Linked DNA regions of Mus musculus: all the other regions are linked to region 1. A link is a contact called in public Hi-C and HiChIP or PLAC-seq data. All regions are on one chromosome and are shown on one strand. Each heading gives the region's core, a stretch centred on a gene start, on an enhancer-like site or on the middle of the called end of the contact. The rest is flanking DNA. Distances are from core to core; before and after follow the strand shown.

Evidence for each region. A called contact is a pair of places that touch in the nucleus more often than the background predicts. HiChIP or PLAC-seq counts read pairs in DNA pulled down with a chosen protein or histone mark.
Region 2: a contact with region 1 is called in a Hi-C map of cortical neurons, with 4 times the contacts expected there. The contact joins two enhancer-like sites. A contact is called at or near these places in 9 of 484 Hi-C or Micro-C datasets (Sertoli cells, cerebellar granule neurons, cerebellum and 6 more) and 1 of 115 datasets of contacts at active chromatin or transcription factors (neural progenitor cells).
Region 3: a contact with region 1 is called in an H3K27ac HiChIP or PLAC-seq map of heart atrium, with 6 times the contacts expected there. The contact joins two enhancer-like sites. A contact is called at or near these places in 13 of 484 Hi-C or Micro-C datasets (the AML12 cell line, the C2C12 cell line, the G1E-ER4 cell line and 8 more), 2 of 115 datasets of contacts at active chromatin or transcription factors (embryonic stem cells and heart atrium) and 3 of 9 other capture datasets (adipose tissue, embryonic stem cells and pancreatic islet).

Annotation. Positions count from the first base shown.
Region 1 is chr3:116,904,863-116,907,371 of GRCm38.p6, forward strand. It overlaps a transcript of Frrs1 not described here. Among named protein-coding and RNA genes, the nearest start is that of Frrs1, 44 kb to the left of the region's middle. Within about 2 kb of position 1,254, at least 102 of the 459 cell types and tissues checked have an H3K27ac peak or open chromatin away from gene starts, as enhancers often do. A contact at or near this core is called in adipose tissue, cortical neurons, forebrain and 1 more, where this site is marked.
Region 2 is chr3:117,152,744-117,155,252 of GRCm38.p6, forward strand. No RefSeq gene overlaps it. Among named protein-coding and RNA genes, the nearest start is that of 1700061I17Rik, 76 kb to the left of the region's middle. Within about 2 kb of position 1,253, at least 28 of the 459 cell types and tissues checked have an H3K27ac peak or open chromatin away from gene starts, as enhancers often do. A contact at or near this core is called in cortical neurons and forebrain, where this site is marked.
Region 3 is chr3:117,043,299-117,045,807 of GRCm38.p6, forward strand. No RefSeq gene overlaps it. Among named protein-coding and RNA genes, the nearest start is that of 1700061I17Rik, 33 kb to the right of the region's middle. Within about 2 kb of position 1,258, at least 26 of the 459 cell types and tissues checked have an H3K27ac peak or open chromatin away from gene starts, as enhancers often do. A contact at or near this core is called in adipose tissue and heart atrium, where this site is marked.

The sequences.
Region 1 (2,509 bases), core at 4-2,503:
ATGCTTTTATTTCTAACCAATAAAGTGAAAACGTTCTGATTTTCTCTACATAGATTTTAGCTAAAAATAGCACAGGGTTCAGGTAGGAATTTCCTGTGCTCATGGTCAATGAATGGCACATTACGGTTTATACTATCCCTTGAGAATGAATTTATTTCAAAAGAAAAAGGTCTGGAGATGTGGCTCAGTGGCACCGTGCTTGAGCAGAGTGTGTGAAGCCATGCCTCCATCCTCACACTGGAGAAATGACACAGCAACAATTTAAATCTATATGAAAAAAATTTCTTTCAGTTTTCCATTGTAAGCCACTAAAGGCTAAAACATATGTCTTAACCAGTCCTGTTCAATAACAGACAAGGAAAAGTTCTTTTCAGGAAAGGGTTTCCACCTTTTTTGTTAAGGTTTGCTTAGGTACAGTTTGCAGATAGGTGAACTTGCTGGACTTCTGATGCCAAGGGCAATATAATGCATTTTTCAAAAGAAAAATTTTTTTTATTAGTCCTTTAAGATGGAGGTGTACCCTCTCAGAGGTGAAGGGGAGATGGGATGAGAGGAGGAACCCTGTGAGGAGAGGCTTGGGGGGGGGGAGCAGCATTTGGGATGTAAATACATAAATTAAATTGAAGAAAAAGGATTTTACATAACGGACAGCTGGGTGTGGATCCCAGATCTTGGGAGGCAGAGGCAGGAGGATCTCTGTGTGTTCAAGGCCAATCTGGTCTATAAGAGAGTTTCAGGACAGCCAGGGCTGTTACACACAGAAGCCCTGTCTTGGAAAAAGACAACCATAAAGAGAAAAAAGAGTTTCATATAATGTATTTTGATCATATTCACCTCAGTTCCACCCACACCTCCCCTAACTTCCCTAATTCCAAACTGTATGCCATATTATCATTATTTTTTAAAAACAATTTATGCTGTCTACACTCTCTGGGTTTCCGGCTGTCCTCCAAGGAGCAAGGTCAATTTTTTCCAAGCCACACCCTCCCAAAGAAAATGGACTCACTCCCATGAGAAGCCATCAACTGTCCTTAGGTCCTCAGGTAGGGGTGGGGTTAGAGACCCCTTCCCACTCCACGCTAGAATGTGGATTAGCTTGGCCTTGCCCAGGCGTTACGCAGGCAGCCACAGTGGCTGTGAGCTCACAGTGAAGAGATCCTGCCAGCTCCCGAAACAGTTTCCACCCTGTGCCTTTCTTTCCAGCCTCTGGCGCTCTTACAGGCTCTGCGTCTCCTCTGACGCGGTCCCCGGGCTTTGGGAAAGGGTGTGATATAGATGCCGGACTCGTGACTCATCACTGCACAGATGCTTTGACCGGCTGTGAGTTCCTGCACAGCATCTTTTTTACGGAGTGGTATTTGCTCGGGTTTACTCCTCCATCAAAGTGTGCAAGGAAACCCGTGCCACTTAATCTTAGCATGCCCGTTTCCCTTAGGAACGAACACGTCACGGCTCGTCTGCTCCGTGTGTTTCTCATTTTTGTAATAAACAACCTAGGTTTTTTTTTTTTTTTGAAAAAAGTATTCATATACTTTTTTAAAAACAGCAATTGTTAAACTAAATGATTTTTTTCTGTGTCTAGGCATATTGTCAAAAACAGTGAAATCATGTTCTCTTAAAGAAGGGATACTCTGCAGAATAGAGATTAATATATTTTTCACAGGATAAAAGAAATAGTCTGGAAAATCATGGTTAAGTTAGCATGCAGAAACTGAGTCTGTTTTGGTTTTGTTAGCTTCTGGTCTGCGGAGGTCAAGCCAGGGCACAGATGGCCTATACCTTTATTGACTACGTGAATCACACTCTTGTTAGTACTACTCAATTTGTGTGAGGATCTGGGGCTGTAGGTTAGATGATAACTCATCCTTCCCGGATCCGGCACCAGCCCAGGAGGCTGTGGGAAGGACAGCGCAGCAGATGCCAACTGGGAAGCCGTGGGGGCCGTGTGGCTCTTGGCTCTAACTCTGTTTATCTATGTATTCTACTGAAGCAGGGGGAAATGGGGAACAAAGGGCCTTGTTCAAGATAATCCATTATTAATGCAACTGGAGAAACGGTTCTTTTATGTTCTTTATGAACTGGATCAGCCTTCTCAAAGCTCCCATGTCCTTCCTTCCTTGTCTAACCCCGGCCATACTCATTCCTAGGCCCACAGCGTTGTGGGTGCTAACCTTTCCATTCTCATCCTAGCCAGAACCAGATTCATGCTTTCTTTCCTTTCATCTTCCTGGTTCCTCCTTGTCCTGTTCCCGGCACTGATCCATCTTTGTAAGTGGGTGATGGGAAGGGAGGCAGATACTACTGTAAGTTAGAAAGGCCCAGGAGCTGGGAGGCCCGAGTAGCCACAGTTACTTCTGAATTCCATGTTTGTGGCAATGGCATCTGTCTCCTAAGAGTCCTCTTTGTCATCTTCAACAATCTATCCCACTAAACTTCTGAGTGAAATGATACCAGCCAAAGGTGCTCGCTTTGTACATGTTGCTGGTAAGGTCTTTGCCACTTGATGACG
Region 2 (2,509 bases), core at 3-2,502, 250 kb after region 1:
TCTAGTATCTGACATACAAGTTGTCTTCGGTAAATAGTCGTCATTCCGTTTGAATGGCGTATATCATAAAATCCTGTACAGTCTCTGGGTAAAACACAGATAATCACCATTACACGGGTTTAAAGGCCTAAAACAAAAGTTATCCCATTTCTGCCTGAGCCATTCAGTATTGTGTGCTTATGACCACCCTTTTCCGACCACTCCTAAACCAAGCCACAGACATTGCACTAAGTTCACACAGTGACTACAATTATTTTGTTAGTAACTATAAAAAGTGATCTATATTTCCCCATTGTAGTGTGTTTATGCTCAGTCATTCTGCAATGCTTAGTTTCCTGAAACTGGATTTGCAATAACTATTATGTGTATTTGCCACAAGGTGGCAGAGACAGATAAACATTCCATTCGGCTGGTCTATTTTGAAGATATTTGACAAAACAGTTTTTTTTTCCCTCCAGTTTCCCTTTTCATTTGCTATTCAATTTAAAGTACTCCATGTAGGCCCCCTTCCTGCAGAGTATGTCTTTCAAAGCACAGGCAGTTTGCATAAAATTGAAGCACGAAATGATTTGTCATTTCAGTACATTAGGTAATTTTACTGTGCCAACAATGACACAAGCCTGCAGTACATTGCTCACTGGAAGCATCATAGCATCATAGCTTCATTCCACTTTTGCCCTATTCTCACTTCCCCTCTGTCCACACACACATGTGTCCACACACATGCATGCTGGCTGAGAGAAAAGGAGCCATTTAGAGGGCAGAACCATTTAGGGAATATTAGGGGATTAATGTTACAAAAAAAATGACAACTGACTTTTCATAGAATACATTTCTGCAAAGTGGGCATACCTAATATTTTCCTGTCTGTTGTGAATTAAACATATTCACCTTCACCCCGAGTGAGAGAAACACATGGTGTCTATTTTAGCCTTGTCCTTATAAGTAGTTTGGCTGGAATTTATGTTAGTGATCTAAATATTTGACTGACCCCGTGTTATTCATTATTTTACTATTTTCTTCTCTGTAACTGAAGAAAAAGCCCATTAAATTTAGAGTTGAATTTTAAAAATGTTAAGCTTAGAGATAATGATAATGAGATGACTTATGTGTGAACAGATGCTTTAGTTAGTGAGAAGTTTAGAAGAAAAAGTTATTTTTAGAAAAGAATTAGCAGCAGGGAGCATGAGTGGAGTTGCTGATTGTGGTCAGGATCCCTGAAAAGGACCAGAGATGAATCATCTGCCATGGATGTTGGACATTCAAGATACTGCATAGTCTCCACCCAAATTTCTATTGCTCATTTTTTTCCTGATATCTTCTCCCAGCCTATATTCTGTTTCCCTATTTCCTCTTGCTTTTATACATCTCTATGTCTTTGCCCTTGCTTGTTTTGTAACTCTGGGGTAATTCCTCCTTCTGACATTTCCATTTGTTTCCAGGAGGTGTAAATAAGTGGGCATAGCTGACATTCTCCCCTGTCTTAAACTTATGGAAGGTACTATTAATAGATTTTATGATTAACTTCATTCCCAAAAATATCTAGTCTTGATGTCCTCACCCGAAATATCTGTAAGATCTCAAATCCCAATGCCAATTAATTACAGCTGGTGTATGAGATGTTTTGCATTTTGGTAACTAAGCCCAATTGGTAGCTGAAGTAAGACTAGAATTGAGCAGCTTTGGAGAATGTAGTTTTTATTTGAATATGTATGAATATAACTATATATACATACATATAGTTAGATATACATAACTATATATTAAATATATATAACTATATACATACATTATACATGTATATATAACTATATATGACATATATAACTATATATAGCTAACTATATATAGTTACATGTGACATATATAGTTATTATATACATAATATACATTGTATTCCTGTAATAGAATATAGGGGAAAAGAAAGACATCTTGTCTAAATGTGGCTGTACAAGGAAAGTCATTTAGTCTGAGGGTAAGAAAATGATATAACTTGAAACATCATATGATCTTATCACATACTTATACAACATATATATATAACTAAAGCTGAATTGGAATATTAATCTGTAAGCACCATGGGAGAGATATGTTTGTTTCTCACTGTACCCCAACATTCAGTCAAGGGGCCAAGATGTGACAGGTTCTCTGTAATGGTGTCTGACAATGAATAATGGCCAGTTGCAAATATTACATTTCATGCCATAGCATTTCTCCATCACATGAGATAGACTTGAACTATAAGTTGGTTACTGTTCTGCACGAAGGGTCCCAGAGAATTGAAATGGGAAGTTACCCTTGAATAACAACTTCGTATAAGGCATCAACGCAAAGACACAAGCAGCAGGACATGGAGAAATCTATAAGGGGATTTTCTGCTCTGTTTTGCTTCAAAGCATTGAAGAATCCTGTAACTCAAAGAAAAATGGAAAATGTTACCATGTGTCGATTTACATGCTCAGGTCTGTAAGTCACAGGTCAATTCCTCTTTGCAGTGGAATCCTAAGCT
Region 3 (2,509 bases), core at 8-2,507, 140 kb after region 1:
TCAGATATTTTGTCATAATGAGAGATAAGTTCCCAATACAGGAATATAAATGAGTGTTTCCTCAAGTAATTTAAGAGATTTTCTTGACAGCTTATTCCCCAAGGCCAGGGTTTAAGTTCTGCTGCTACTTCAGACAATATGGAGCTGCTCCTTACACCTCACAGGAGTCCACAACCTTCACCACCAGGCTCCCGCAGACACTTGCAGAGCCAGTGAGGCTGGTGCCCTCAGACAGCGTTAGTGTTCTCTTTCTCTGATTGGATGCCATTGATAGTAATGTCATGACACACAGATAACATGTATCGCACGGAACTCTTACCGATACCATCGTAAATATAATCTTTGTCAAAACATAATTCTGATTCAGCTGTCCCTTGGAAACATGAAAATTCATTGTTATGCATTTGACTGTCCTGTTTCCTGGATTTTTGTCCAAAGCCAAGAACTATAAATTCACCTTTTAAGTCAATCTCTTTCATGAACTTACTCTCTTAATCTCTCCATTTCAGTCATGTCTCTTTCTTGAAACTTCCATCTCTTGCATTACTGAGATATTTACCATGATATCTAATTTCTAACTTGTTGTTTTTTCCTCACATGGCTCTGGTAGTTTTCTTGAATCCTTACAATAACTCAGTACCTTGAAGAGAGATGTCATACTACCTCTGTAGCATCCCAAATATTCTACACAGAATTAAACAAAAGAAAAAAGTATACATTTTACTTTTGCTGCTGCTGTTTTGAAGATGTTGGAAAAAATATTTCTTTGTTCAAATGGATCAAATATCATGAAATGAATCAATGAATCGACCGTGCTATGTCCAGGAAGGGATGAACATCTAGCTTCAATAGAACCATAAGAACGTCTGGCTACATGTTACATGTGCCCAGGATATGTGAAGTATCCAATATACATTCAGTAAAAGAACTGGTCTAAACAAATCACACGATCATATGCCTTCCGCTCTATTTCTAACCAAAGTTGGTGGGATGCTCCTAGAGACTCGGGGAAAGGACCAAATGCTTACTGACAGGCTTCTTGCCTGACACCTCCCAGACTTCTCAGAAAGCCAATGACAGGATCTGGGCTGGAATAGAATGTTGACAGACAACAGAATATAGTGCTTAAGCAGGGCTAAGAGAATGGAAAAATTGATTCATAGGAGGCCCATTCTGCCAGTTCAGGGGCGGTTGGAGGAAGTGCTTTCAAAACACACTGTGCAGAGGCTGGCACACATGCACAGGATGACATGCCAAAGCTTGCAGCCTCTGCATCTGAGACAGGGTGGGTTCTACCTGGCTGAATCATAACCTTCAAAGGCTATGGGACTGCCCAATTATCTGTATATCTGCCAATCTTTCAGCATGGTTTGAACTGATATTATTAAGGCAGAGACCAAAGAGGGAAAAAGCAGTTTGGATATAAACAATTAGTAGGCAGGCTTGCACTTCAAAAACCACCACATAAAATATTCTACTTTATGCTAACTACCCTGTGCTTAGAGTAAACTCTATTTCAAATGGTAAATTCCCTGGTGGCAACTATATTATCAAAGTTAAGTATTTTAGGTTTCCCAGCCTTCACACTTATTTGTACCACTGACTATGTCACGAGAACATGGCCATGATCTATTACATTCAGGGTCGGTTTCATAAATCACATATTGAATAATAGATTGCTTAGCAACTGCCACATACAGTGACTGTTATTATGGAAGGGGGTGGCTTAGCTTTTCTTGATTGTGAAAAAAAGAAACCTGTTTAACCAGATGACTTCATCGTATCCTAGTGATTGAGGGGAAAACAGAACAAAAGGCTGATAAATGCAAGAAGATAGCTCTTCCTTGGAATTGGTCCTTAGGGAAGAATAGTGCTGGGGTGGGGTAGGTCATGACCCACTCGCAAGAGATGAAATGAAGTTGTGGTGAACACTCACAAGAAGATCTTCAACCTTGTGTCCGAAGTAGATGATGGAAGACAAAACATGTCCAATGATGTGAAAACATTGAGGTTATTGGCTCTCAGTTGAGGGAGAAAACAGGGCCATTGTTATTTAGAAGCAGTAATTACAGTCAGTCTATGCTGTCTGGTTCAATGAAATCCATTTTTTTTTTTTTTGGTAGTATTTCACTAAAGTATTCCAATTTCCTAGTAATTCTTCTGTGAAAAAAGAAAGGATTTTACATTTCATTTTGTGGGTATTGGAAGATGCTCCCCCTCAGCTCATTGCTGAGGAATACATAGAAAAGCCTCCCAGCTGCCACCATGGGGTGGCTCAGACTTGGTGACTATACATACAGTGAGAAGGGAAAGTTGTTTGTGACAGCACACCGGGGCATAGTCTTTCCCTTGTAGATGCCTTTGGTTTTGCTAATGTCACATCTATCTGGGGTCAGAGGACACCTGAAAAACCTTTGTCAAGAAAAACTTACACTTGGACCTGTCACATGTAGAGAGCAAGTAAAGACGGTCTCATGGGAAACTTCTGGTGTGTGCAGGAGACTGATAA